Regions from separate parts of the Mus musculus genome. Here all the other regions are linked to region 3. The links are chromatin contacts, called in public promoter capture Hi-C maps. All regions are on one chromosome and are shown on one strand. Each heading gives the region's core, a stretch centred on a gene start, on an enhancer-like site or on the middle of the called end of the contact. The rest is flanking DNA. Distances are from core to core; before and after follow the strand shown.

The links. Promoter capture Hi-C pulls out the DNA fragments that hold promoters and counts their contacts.
Region 1: a contact with region 3 is called in a promoter capture Hi-C map of liver. The contact joins the enhancer-like site here to the promoter of Tigd2 in region 3. A contact is called at or near these places in 12 of 39 promoter capture datasets (the 3T3-L1 cell line, 3T3-L1-derived adipocytes, the C10 cell line and 7 more), 3 of 115 datasets of contacts at active chromatin or transcription factors (embryonic stem cells and memory CD8 T cells) and 3 of 9 other capture datasets (adipose tissue, embryonic stem cells and liver).
Region 2: a promoter capture Hi-C map of 3T3-L1-derived adipocytes shows a contact between it and region 3, with 3 times the contacts expected there. The contact joins the enhancer-like site here to the promoter of Tigd2 in region 3. A contact is called at or near these places in 11 of 39 promoter capture datasets (the 3T3-L1 cell line, 3T3-L1-derived adipocytes, the C10 cell line and 5 more), 3 of 484 Hi-C or Micro-C datasets (the 3T3-L1 cell line, the HL-1 cell line and Th1 cells), 2 of 115 datasets of contacts at active chromatin or transcription factors (large pre-B cells and memory CD8 T cells) and 2 of 9 other capture datasets (adipose tissue and embryonic stem cells).

What each region holds. Positions count from the first base shown.
Region 1 is chr6:58,882,833-58,886,990 of GRCm38.p6, forward strand. It overlaps Herc3 (hect domain and RLD 3), which reads left to right. Exons shown (of 26, transcript NM_001361966.1): 17 at 2,118-2,141; 18 at 2,236-2,325. Among named protein-coding and RNA genes, the nearest start is that of Nap1l5, 22 kb to the right of the region's middle. Within about 2 kb of position 1,344, at least 6 of the 459 cell types and tissues checked have an H3K27ac peak or open chromatin away from gene starts, as enhancers often do. A contact at or near this core is called in liver, where this site is marked.
Region 2 is chr6:59,469,218-59,473,223 of GRCm38.p6, forward strand. No RefSeq gene overlaps it. Among named protein-coding and RNA genes, the nearest start is that of Gprin3, 45 kb to the left of the region's middle. Within about 2 kb of position 2,089, at least 1 of the 459 cell types and tissues checked has an H3K27ac peak or open chromatin away from gene starts, as enhancers often do. A contact at or near this core is called in 3T3-L1-derived adipocytes, where this site is marked.
Region 3 is chr6:59,207,011-59,211,305 of GRCm38.p6, forward strand. Tigd2 (tigger transposable element derived 2) reads left to right here and starts at 1,860. Exons shown (of 2, transcript NM_001081145.1): 1 at 1,860-2,171; 2 at 2,329-4,295. The coding sequence starts at 3,140.

The DNA.
Region 1 (4,158 bases), core at 94-2,593, 320 kb before region 3:
TTAAAGATATTTACTACATAATGTCATGAGCACAGCGTGCTAGAAACATAGATGGATATGTTTGTGTCTTACTGCAGTATCAGTTTATTAAAAAACAGTGAATTCACATTTACTAGTTATTTTCCACATTGCTGTGACTATAAGCCTGAAAAAAAAAAAGCAATTTAAAGAGGTTCAGAGGGATGCAGTCGCTCATGGGGGATGAGGCATAGCAACGGGAGCAGCCGAATTCATGGTATCTTTCAGGAGTTTAGTCACTCAGATAGCTCTCTTTCTCTCCCTCCTCTCTCCCCTATCCCATCCCATCCCTTCCCTCCCCTCCCCTACCCCTGCCCTCCCCTCTCCTCCCCTCCACCCCTACCTTCTCTGAGTAAGAGGATCATAAGCATGCATCACCATGCTCAGTCTATATAGTGCTGGGAATCAAACTGAAGGTTTTATATGTGTAAGGCATGCACTCCACTAACTGTTCTACCCCCTTAATCTGGCATTCTCTTTATTCTGGCCAGGAACCCAGCCCATAGGATGATGTTTCACACTTCCCTGGTGATTAATTTCCCCTTTTAACACCCTTACCAATATATCCAAAATGCTTTTCAGAAGATTATAAATTGACCATATGAGCTAGCTATCACAATAGCTGGCCATTAGAAAATTACAAGCTCTTTTGTGCTAGTCTTAATTATTAGTCTTACCTGTGAAACCCTAGGTTATATTTCACACAGTATACACACAGGTTACACCTTGTCTACAGAAGAGTTCAAGAAGCCGGAGTTCAGAGGCCATGTGAAAAGCAGCTGCTCCCAGGGCTGCTGAGTCCAGAGGGACTGCTATTGGAGGCCAGCAGAACTGAGCCATAGGATCAAAATTGAGAGATAGCATCGAGTTTATCTGCAGGGCTATAGATTCATCAATGTGAGATACAGGATTTGGTTCAGATAGATGTACTAGTACATAGACAAATGGATAGAGGGTTGGATGGACAGGTAACAAGTCAAATGGACCATGTTGGCTGAGCTGAAGCCCCAGGGACACCTGGTGTCTGCTGCCTGTCAGTCAGTCCCTTGAAATGTTCACAGGCTGCTCAGTGACTGGACCCTTTTACTACCTTATAGTTAAATATCCTTCTTTCTGTGGGGTCCAGGCAAGTATGGTGCCCTTTAGTTGGTTTGTGGTGTCTCTTGGGCCTGGTTTTCTACATATGGGTTTAATTCCACCATGTGCTTGTGTTCATAGTCTGTATTGATAAGTGCCATCTACTTACAGTCTACACCCCATGGTCAGTGCTGGACAGGTATGGCATGGTTTTGCAGACATGTTGCATTGTCACTGTTGTCCTGCCTGTGTTTACAACACTCAGCGTGGAGCCAGCTGGTGTTGTGTAATAGGGCATAACCTGAAAGCCACTGTTGCTCACCATTTGGAGGAATTTAATGAAGTATACTGCCTGATATAAACAAATAACATTTTGGGGGGGTGGGAGGGAGTTCTCCTCACTTTCCTGAAATAAAACTGTACTGTATTTGTTACAAACATTTCATTGTGGATGAACTTGTTTTCTATGACTCTTCTCAAATTTAGAATCATTCCCAATTTGTAGAGAAGCTTTTAAGGGCAAAATACTTCAGTCTAATGCATTTATTATTGTTTGGTTCCTCTAAGCATGTATGCAGGAGACCGATAAAGTGTTACTTGCATTCCAGATTCAGCAGCCCTAATCTAGAATCCAAGTGTTATCTTCACAATTGCTCTGTAGCCCAGGCTGGCCCTCAGCTGGCAGTTCTCCCACCTCAGCCTCACAGCTGCTAGGTCATAGGCATGTGCCACGCAGCCTAGTGGAATTAGATTTCCTATAAAGAGAACTCAATCCTGTGAAGTATGAAAATGGCCCTTAAAAGTCTTTTACTTCTTTAAGAAATTGTTTTTGCTATTTTTTTCTGTCTTTACCCATCAAAGCATGTTTTCTTTCCTCATTAAAACATTGTCATCTATTGAAATGTATTAAGAATAACCAGATAATGTAAAAAGATTTGCTATGTATATTTTATATTTGGGGAGGGGTAAAATTACGCTTTTTATAATTCAAGTAATAATTGTCTTTTCTGTTCTTTACACAGAAGGCTAGACCCTCTATCATGCAGGTAAATAATGCCTTTTGCCTGTATGTATGTATGTATTTCCAGTGTTCTTTCTCTTTAGATACTGTAATAACACTAACGATGTGTTTTCTTGTAGGATGCTGTAACCCTTTGTTCCTATCCTTTCATCTTTGATGCCCAAGCTAAGACCAAGATGCTGCAGACTGATGCCGAGTTACAGATGCAGGTGGCTTGTTCAGAATTGCCCTCTCCTTTTACCATTCTTTTCATTGTCCACCTTCCAGAGTGAAGTTTTATTATGACATTAAAGAGTCATATTTTTTAATAATGCCGTTATTTTATTTTTTGAGAAATGCTCAAATTGTAGTCTAGGCTTCTTTTGGAAAAATTCTGTTTAGAAATGGATCATATTGTCACACACACACATAATTTTATATATATGTAAATTGTGTGTGGTGTGTGGTGTGTGTGTGTGTGTGTGTGTGTGATTATACTTTGTTCTTTGCCTTTCCATTATCCTCTATCTCCCTCTGAGACACACTCTTACTGGTCTGCTTCTCCCAGGAAAGACCTCTCCCTCCTTTCACCTTTTCTTCTGTTACTCTCTTGCCCCAGTTAGGCCTCTTCTACTCTCTAAGTTCCCCTCTTCCTTCCATGTAAATGTTTACAGTTAAACATAGATTGTGCATATGAAAGCAGGATGTGTTTTCCTCCTGAGGTTGCTTAGCATGCCCCTCCAGACATTTTCCTGCAAATGTCACATTTTCATGCAGTCCCATCCATGAGTTATTTCTTGTGAAAGCCCTTGGCTAGGTCTCTATCTGGAAGTATTTTTTAATTTACCTTTTCCTCTCGTATCTTCCAAGTCTTACGTGGAGGCCTCTTCGATCTATTTTGGGGTGATTTTTTTACAGGGATGAGAGATTCAGGTCTAGATTTTTTTCTTTGCTTTTTCTTTCTTTTTCTATTCATGTGAATATCCAGTTTTTCCAGTATCATCTGTTAAAGAGGCTGTCTTTTTCTAATGTGTGTCATCTTTGTCAAAGGTGAGGAGTCTGTAGCTTTGTGGGTTTACCTTTATAATCTGAATTTTTTCTCTTTATTTTTCTACATAAAATATATCAAATAATACTGTTACAGGAGTGTTTAGTATGTCAATTGTACTGCTATACAGAAAATAAAGTGATTTTTAAAAATACAAGTTTTGATGGAGATTGTATTGAATCTCTAGCTTGCTTTTGGCAGATGGTTGCTCTGCTGTATCAGGCTTGTCTTTCAGTCTTCTGTGGCAGGTTTTCATTTTTTTAACCCCATGTTCTTACACATTCCATGGTCAAGGTCTTTTGTACCTCCTGGTTGAGTTTCATTCCAGGCTAGTTTTGACTTCACTCTGTAGTCAAGGTTACTTTGGAGTCTTGGCCTTTCTCCAGGGCCCTGTTGCTAAGATTACAGGTGTGTACCACCATACCAGCTTCAGTAATTTTATGTTCAGTGTACATTCATGTAGATTTGGAGTGATGAGTATTTTCTGTTTCTTCCAGGTAGCAAACACTTGAGGCTTTGTGGACCCTATGACTCTATTAAGAACCATTTAACTCTTTTGTAGACAGTAGCCTCAGAAAAAGAAAAAGCTTAAAAAAGAAAAACAGTTAGAATGTCAAAACACCCCAAAATTAGAGCAAATTTGTAGATATGTATATTAAAGCTCGAACTTCATGTATTTTATTACATTGTAAATATAATGCCCAACCTTTTGAAATAATAGAAAACCATTATTAGTTCAATAGTTAAGCCAAATCAGGTCTCAGGCTACCGGAAGGGGTGGGGGAGTACATTTTGCTGAGTTGATGCAAGGGGTATAATTAAAGGGTGGTCCTTAATGAATCAAAAATGATTGGTTTAATGGTTTGATTTATTATGCATTTTATTATAAAACATAATATATTTTGTTTGAATGTATACAGAGACATTAGTGCATTAGAAATCCAGATCTACCAAGCCCTGCTATTAATGAGCATGTCTTCATGTGTCTTTCTGTCTCTCTATTTCTGTCTTTCTC
Region 2 (4,006 bases), core at 839-3,338, 260 kb after region 3:
TCTACAGGAATTTCCTTCCTTCATTAATTGGTCCATTTTTCTTCTCAGCCAATTGCAGACTAGGACATGCTGTCTTCAGACATTTCTTTTATCATTTTATATATCACAGCAAAGAGAAACTCCATTTTTTTCCCACTAGCTACAAGAAAAGTTTGGGAGATAAATTCTTAATATCTTGCCATGTTACATAACTGTTTTGTAACCAGTCAGTCTGTGTCATAGAAATGCAAAGCTTTGCATTTTTTTATTTTTCTCAATCAAAAAGCCTAGACCTGAGGCTGGGGATAGAGCTGAGCCATTAGGGTGTTTGTTTAGCATGTGTAGATGTGAGGCCCTGGGTTCCATATTAAAGATTGTAAGGAAAAATCAAACAAACAAACAAAAAACCCCCAAAGAAACAAAGAAACTAATCCAGCTCTGTAGCCTGATGAGGGTGAATATTTAAAGGTTGTCAATCTCGGACAGGAATGGCTACCCCATGTCCTCTTTCAGCTGACCATTGATCTAGTACTAGGTGTGTACCTTTCTGTATGTAAGTGCACACATAACTGGGTAGAGGTGTTACCTATGAAAGACAGTTTGACCTAGGGCTTAAGAGCTGTTGATTTTATATAAGACCAGCTTGGTTAACCAAGAAAGGGTAGTAGAACTGTGGGAAGCACTCAGTGAGTGACTTAGAGACAAGAGGACATCATGGCAATGAGGTCTCTAGTAAATTAAGCTTTGTGTTTTCAAGCTATATTCAAGAGTATGAATGTGATGGGAGAGGCTAGGATGAAAACTGCCATTTTACTTCAAAAGACACACACTTTCTACCCATTATACCTGGAACCCCAATCCCGTTCTAAATTTAATTTGCTGAAGGAAAAGTGTCTGACTGCCTTTTTGAAATTATTGTTATTTAGAAGGAGTTTTCAATAGTGTAAGCTTGCAAAGTGTGGAGAGTGCTTGTAAGTTGTGGAGAGTAATTTCCAGGAACCTTTCTTTCCATGTCAGAAACATTCTTTTTAACTGGGGTCTTAATCCTGCCTCTTTCTTCAAGTCTGACAGCTTCCTGGCTTGTGCAGTTAACTCTAATTAAGTTTCCACTTCCAGTAAGTAAATCCTGTTGCTACATGCTCCTTACTTTGGAAATAAATCACTCTCTTTTTATTTATTTGATTTATATATTTTTATTTCTAGAAAATATTCGTGTTATTCTTTATCATGAATTTCTGTGACAAAAAGTGTTTCTCCCATTTGGAAAGATGGAATGGCCTTTTCACAACAGAGTGTCAATTAGGTGGCATCAGCTTAGATGACTGGAACAGGCTTCTCCTGAAGGTGTTGAGAAAACAGCTATTAAAGTCATAGTCTACCATGACCAGACAGTTCCTTGAGATCTGCACAAAGTGGAGAACTCTTTTCATCAGGGCTCCTTCATCACTGCCTGACTTAACCTGGGGAGCCCAACCCCCCAAATCATTTAGGTAAGGAATGCCCCCTAGTCCTTGATAAAATTATAGCTTTTTTTTTATAGAGAAGAACTTGCTCAGCAAACACCTAGAATGTAAACAAGAAATTCCCAGTATCTTAAGCCTAAACTAATATAAATTCACCTGTAAATTCTCTTTCTTCATGATTTATCTTGTTAACCCCAAATAAGACATATGCACAAGCGGTTTCACCATCTTCTCAGAGAGATGTAACACTGAAATCCTCAAAGAAGAAAGACACCCTCTAACTCCCCCCTGCCCCCGTCCCCATCCCCCATCCCCTGCCCACGGGCTCCAACATTTTCAGGCTCCACTTCATTACCCACAGGAAGAAATGTAATTCAGAATCACAAGAAGGTGGTACATCCTTTGAATCAAAGTTCAAAATATGGTAGGTTTCTCCTATAGCCAGGATCCACAAGTCCAGGAATCAACAGGTGAAAAGGGGAATATTTCTACTCACTATCACCCCTTGTGACCCATTAGGAAAATTTTTGCTTCCTGTTCATAAGTCTTACACTCTGTTTCCTAGAAATTTTGGTTTCAGAAGGAGGAGTGCTTCTGCCAGGAGCCTTAACAAATGTTCCACTCTACTGGAAGCTCTGACACTCCCCTATTCCCTGCCCCCACCACTTCCACTAACAGGCTAAGAAAAGAGTAACAGTGCTAGGAGGGGTGACTGATCCAGAATTCCATGGGGGAAACTGGAATGCTTCTCCACAGGGGTAAGAAAGATTATGTGTGGAGTGTAAAAGAACCTTTAGGACATCACTTCGTGCTAATGTGTCCTGTAATTAAAGTCAATGGGAAACTACAACCTAATCTAAGCAGGATGACAAAGGGCACAAATCTGTATTGTTAGGAATGAAGGTATAGGTCACTTCTCCAGGAAAAGAGCCAAGGCTTGCTGAATGCTTGCTGAGGTTGGAGGAAATGCAAAATGGGTAGTAAAGGAAGATAGTTTTAAAGACCAGCTTAGACCATGAGACCAGAAAAGAGGATTTTAATTAATGTGTTTCTGTTGTATGTTGTTAAGGGTGTGTTGCACAGATATTTGTGTTTTCTTTCCTCAATTTCTTTTTTCATGTGATATGAAATCAATGAAGAGATTATCAATGGTTATATAAAAGAATGTTTTTCAGAGGACATTGCCACCTATTCCAAATTTATATGTTTGAGGTTGTATGAGAGTTATATTAGATATAATTATGACTTATTTAAATATATAGTATATTTGAGATGGTATATAGCATAGTTATATTATTTTTAGGTATTGTCATAACTGGTTATGATTTTCATTTAGAAATTGATAAGTACATATGGAGACAAGATTGTGTGTCAAACTGACAGGAAGTAAGACTTGTGATGTCTCTTTTGGTTGTCAACTGGAATATATATAGAATTAACTAAGATCCCCAAATGAAGGCACACCTGTGAGGAAATTTTGCTTAGTTTGAATTAACAAGATCCACTTCTAAGCTGGATTTTTGAGGGAAGAAAATTCACCTTCCATCCAGATCTTTTGAATTGGGAAAACCTACCTTTAATCTGGGACACACCTTCTTCTGGAAGCCGATATAAGGACCTAGAAGAGTGAAGCTATTGCTCTTGCTTATTTGATCTTCCCTTGCTAGCAAGTTCATTCCTTCACTGGCATAAAAGCCTACTTCTTTGGCATTGTGATATACCCTGAAGATCAGATGAGTTATCTAACCTCATGAACTGAGTAACTACTGGATACTTAGATCTTCTCTTATTAGGGAGCCATTGCTGGATTAGCTGGATTGCAGCCTGTAAGTCATTCTAATAAATGGTTTTTTTTTTTAATATATAGAGAAATTAATTCTGTAAGTTTGTTTACTAAAGAACCCAGACTAATATACCATATGAATGAAATTGATTATACCTGGGAGGGTGATGTTTTAGATAGGGTTTCTATTGCTGTAATGAAAACCATGAACAAAAAGCAAGTTGGGGGGGAAAGGGTTTATTTGGCTTACTTTTCTTTTTATTGCTGTTCATCATTGCCAGGGTGAGTTTCTATCTATGGACAGGAACTCAAAGAGTGCAAGAATCTGGAGGCAGAATCTGATGCAGAAGTCACTGAGAGGTGCTACTTTCTGGCTTTCTCCTCTTGGCTTGGTTATCCTGTCTTCTTATAGAATCCAGAACAACCATCCCAAAGATGGTACCACACACAGTGTTTTGGGTTATTCCTCATCAATCACTAATTAAGATGGATCTGGTTGAGGCATTTTTTTTCAAGTGAGGTTCCTTCCTTTCAGATAACTCTAGTTTGAGTGGCAAGTTGACATATGACTAGCTAGCACAGATAACAATAAACCATGCTATCATTTCAAAAAGGAAAAACAAAGACACCAAGCACATAGGTTTATTGCTACAGATAACTTAAAAATCAGTGCTATGCATCAAGCTCAAGGTCCACACACTTTATTCTAAGAACTGGTGTGAGGGAGAAACCTTTTATTTTCTCTGAAATAATCTTTTCTTACTTAGCTTGTATAGCCAAC
Region 3 (4,295 bases), core at 610-3,109:
GCACTACCACTGTCATCTTGAAGAAAGCAGCTGAGGTTCAGACTATGTTATTCGTTCATAGAGAGAAGGAGATGCTCACCAGGCTCATAAGGCACCCACAAAATAGGGCTCTATTAATATTCCCTCATGGAGGGCGTGGGTAGTTCATGTGGTCACAGGTCTTGTAGGGTTCTAGAGGCTTGACAGCCTTTATGATATCGGCATCTGGCTTTTGTTCTTCATGAGGTTACAGAAGGGGTAAACAATTGACTGGGGGTAGATTCTACAAATACTCATCAAACACACTATGGAGAAGGAAATTAGCTTCCAAAAGTGGGATGGGCAAGCAAGGCAGGATTTTTTTTTCATTTTTTCTTCTTTAATACCATAGGCCACAGTGACCCCAGGAGGCTGGAAGAGAGGAAAGCCAGGCAAACTTCCGTTTGGCTAAGAACAGCCTGATTTCTATGAGGTTGGCAGTCTGAAAGCTAGTTCTCCTCTGTTAAGGAATGAACAGGTGCGAGTGTTTTTGCGCACTCCTTAAGAACGAGAAGGGAGAAGGGAAGTTTTTAAAAGCAATATGAATGAAATTGTTCTTTACTAGGAATGGTCATTTGGAACCACTCAGATTGCTTCCTTGTAAGCTTGAAGCGGGTGAGAGTTATGGGAAGTCTACTTTCAGGCAAAACTAGGGCTTGTCCAAAGTCATCCATAGGACAGCAGAGATAGATCAAAGATCAAAGGATTTCCATCCAGCAGGCCAGAGAGTGGAAGGGTGGGACTCTGAGAATAGCAGCACAGAGAAGGCTTGGGAGACAAAAGAGGGCCAGTAATCAACATTCTTTCTCTGCAGAGTGAATGAATGCTTGGTTTGATTTCCCTCTCTCCTGGTGCTAGAATTCTAGAGAAACAAACAAATAAACAACCTCTTCTGAAACAGAATAATCCACATTAGGTTGTAGTTTGTGGAAGAAGGATTTAAAAACAACACCACCTAAAAAACTATTATGCAAGAGAGGGGCTCTACGCTGGGACTGGATACAGGTGGAAGTCTTGAAATTCCCCTTTGACAGCAGGAAGTGGTCCTTATATTCCTGCACCAGCATTAAGGTCATCAGTGCCGACCGTCATGCTGGCTGGCCTCTGGTATCCGGCTCTGTGTTGCCGCAGCCGCAGAAGAGGGCAAAGAGGCTCTGTGCACTCCCTGGGCCTTTTTATTTTTACATTTGATAACTAGATTTAAGAAAAATAACAAGTATCAAGTACAACCTTTAATCTCTTAAATTTCACAGTAGGTATTCCAAATATTTGATTTTTGGCTTTTGGTAATTATATAATTTTTCAAAAAACAAAACAAAACAAAACAAAACACCACAGTGGATTTAAGACTATTCATTTAATAATTTAACTTCATAAAACATCAATACTAAATTGTAACATTGTAAACATGATTAAAATATATCTTAAGCTACTGAAGAAAGAAAAAAGAAAAAAACAACATGATCCTCAAAACAGCACAACTCTCACTTCCTTGGACACAAATATAGGAAAATTACCCAAATGATACTAACAGAACAACCTGTTAGTTAGAAGATAACAGAAGAGAGTCCTTGAGGGAAGATTCCTGGAAGGTTACAGCTGTAAACTCATTAGGGCCTTAAAATATTCCCTGAGTCTTACCAGAAAGAAAACCTTGCTATTATTCCCTTCTCATCTGCAAAGTCCGGCCACCTAGAATCACCCTGCGTCGCCCTCTGCTGGTCTCAGCCGTGAGCCACACGCTGGGTGTCCGGAGGCGGAGCATTGGCCAAGCCCCGCCCCTCCCCCAGAAGCCGCGCCCCCGTCAGCGGGCTCGCCCGCGCATCCCGCCCCTCGCCGACAACACGTTCCTGCGGGGGCGCGCGCGCGCACCTAATCCCCTGCCTTCCGGCTCGGCCGCGCAGCTCCGTTGCGCGCTCGCTCTGCGGTGGCTGGCGGGGTCGACTTCGCTGGGGACTTCCTCTGCTGGCTCTGCGTTCTGGCCGGTCAGGCGGAGCGATGCCCGCACCCTGCTTCCCGGCGTCCCGCGCGCCTGGTGACCAGTCGCTCGCTGTAGGGCTGCGGCCGTGACCCTCTGCCTCCGACTTTCACCCAGCGTCCGGCTCGGAGCTTGCTGGCCGGCGGTCTCGGAGAGGCCCTGGTAGTGTCAGGAGGTAGGCTCTCAGCTCCCGGGTGGTGCCTGCGAGCGTTATTTGTCTATTACCTGTCAGGTTGATAGGTGGCAATGTCCTAGACACAGTTGCAGGGGTAGGTATGAGTTATACGGTGGACTGATACTGAAAGGAAAACGTGTTTGGTATTTTCCTATAGGTTTCAAAGGCTCGAGTACCTCTACCACCCCAGCAGCTACTTCTGTGGTCATGGAGATCTTCTTGCACCAGGATTACTGTATGGTCTTCACCCAGCCTACCACCCCCTAGTTGCAGCCTTGGGTCCTGATTTCCACCAATGAAGTTTTTTATCCTTTCTTGAATCATGTGACATCACTTGTCCGCTGTTTCCCTTTCAGTTGCCATTAGCAATAAGTTCTTTTTGGTTTAAAGTACTGAGTTGTTTGCCTGTCCACTTACATTCTAAGAGGTGAGACAGCTCACCTCTGCTCGCTGTGACTTTCATAGGTACTCATCAAGAGTCCTTGCCTTGAAGAGAGCGTTCACTCACTTGGCTGTCTGACACAGACATCAACAGTCAGGCTGTGAGGCTTCCTGCTCCGTGTTTCTGTCTGTTAAGTGTGCAAGCCCGAGTAAAACTGTTTTCTTGAACGTAGCATAAGAAAAAAAGAAAAAGAAAAAAAGACCCATGGTAATGGCAAAAATTGATCATCATGAGAATGTTTTAGAAACCTCGGTAGGACAATATTGATTCAACTTAGAGCTTTCAGTAAGGCTGCAATTTAATGAAAAGAGCAAGGAGGAAGAAGAGAAACAAGGGTTATCTGGAGCTATTCGTTGTCATAGGAACAGGTTAAGTTCTAAAATGCAAAGGGAAAAACTCGGACTTTCGTTGAAAATTGTTATAACATCCAAGTCTTAGGGAACAGCTGAGGACTCTTAAGCCTCCATTTTCTGGTCTCTTTGTGTTCAAATCTAAGTTGTTAATTGTCTAAAATAATTAGACTAAAATGTTGGGGAAACGTAAACGTGTGGTCCTGACAATTAAAGACAAACTTGACATTATTAAGAAGCTTGAAGAAGGCAACTCCTTCAAAAAACTTTCTGTCCTGTATGGAATTGGTGAATCCACAGTTCGTGACATTAAAAAAAACAAAGAGAGAATTATAAACTATGCCAACAGTTCAGACCCAACTAGTGGGGTGTCCAAGCGTAAATCCATGAAGTCGTCAACGTATGAGGAGCTTGACAGAGTGATGATAGAATGGTTTAATCAACAGAAAACAGATGGCATTCCAGTGTCTGGAACGATCTGTGCAAAGCAGGCTAGGTTCTTCTTCGATGCATTGGGCATGGAGGGTGATTTTAATGCCTCTTCTGGCTGGCTTACTAGGTTTAAGCAGCGCCACGGTATTCCAAAGGCTGCAGGGAAAGGCACAAAATTAAAAGGGGATGAAACTGCTGCCAGTGAATTTTGTGGTAACTTTCAGGAATTTGTGGAAAGAGAAAATCTCCTACCAGAACAGATTTATGGTGCTGACCAAACTGGATTGTTCTGGAAATGTCTACCAACGAGGACATTGGCTTTTGACACGGACCAGAGTACTTGTGAATATAGGACAAGCAGAGAAAGAATCATTATTATGTGTTGTGCAAATGCCACAGGTTCACACAAGCTTAATCTCTGTGTTGTGGGGAAAGCAAAAAGACCCCGTGCATTCAAAGGTACTGACCTTTCAAACCTCCCTGTCACTTACTTCAGTCAAAAAAGTGCATGGATCGAGCCATCTGTTCTCAAACAGTGGTTTGAAAAGTGCTTTGTGCCACAGGTGCAGAAGCATCTGAAATCCAAAGGGCTTCGAGAAAAAGCAGTACTACTTTTGGATTTTCCTGCAGCACATCCAGCTGAAGAACTGCTGAGCTCAGATGATGGCAGAATAATTGTGAAATATTTGCCACCAAACGTCACAAGTCTAATTCAACCTATGAGCCAGGGAGTTCTAACCACAGTCAAAAGATATTACCGAGCAGGACTTATCCAGAAGTACATGGATGAAGGAAATGACCCAAAAACATTTTGGAAGAATTTGACTGTGTTGGATGCAATTTATGAGGCATCAAGAGCCTGGAACCAGATAAGATCAAACACCATAACCAGAGCGTGGA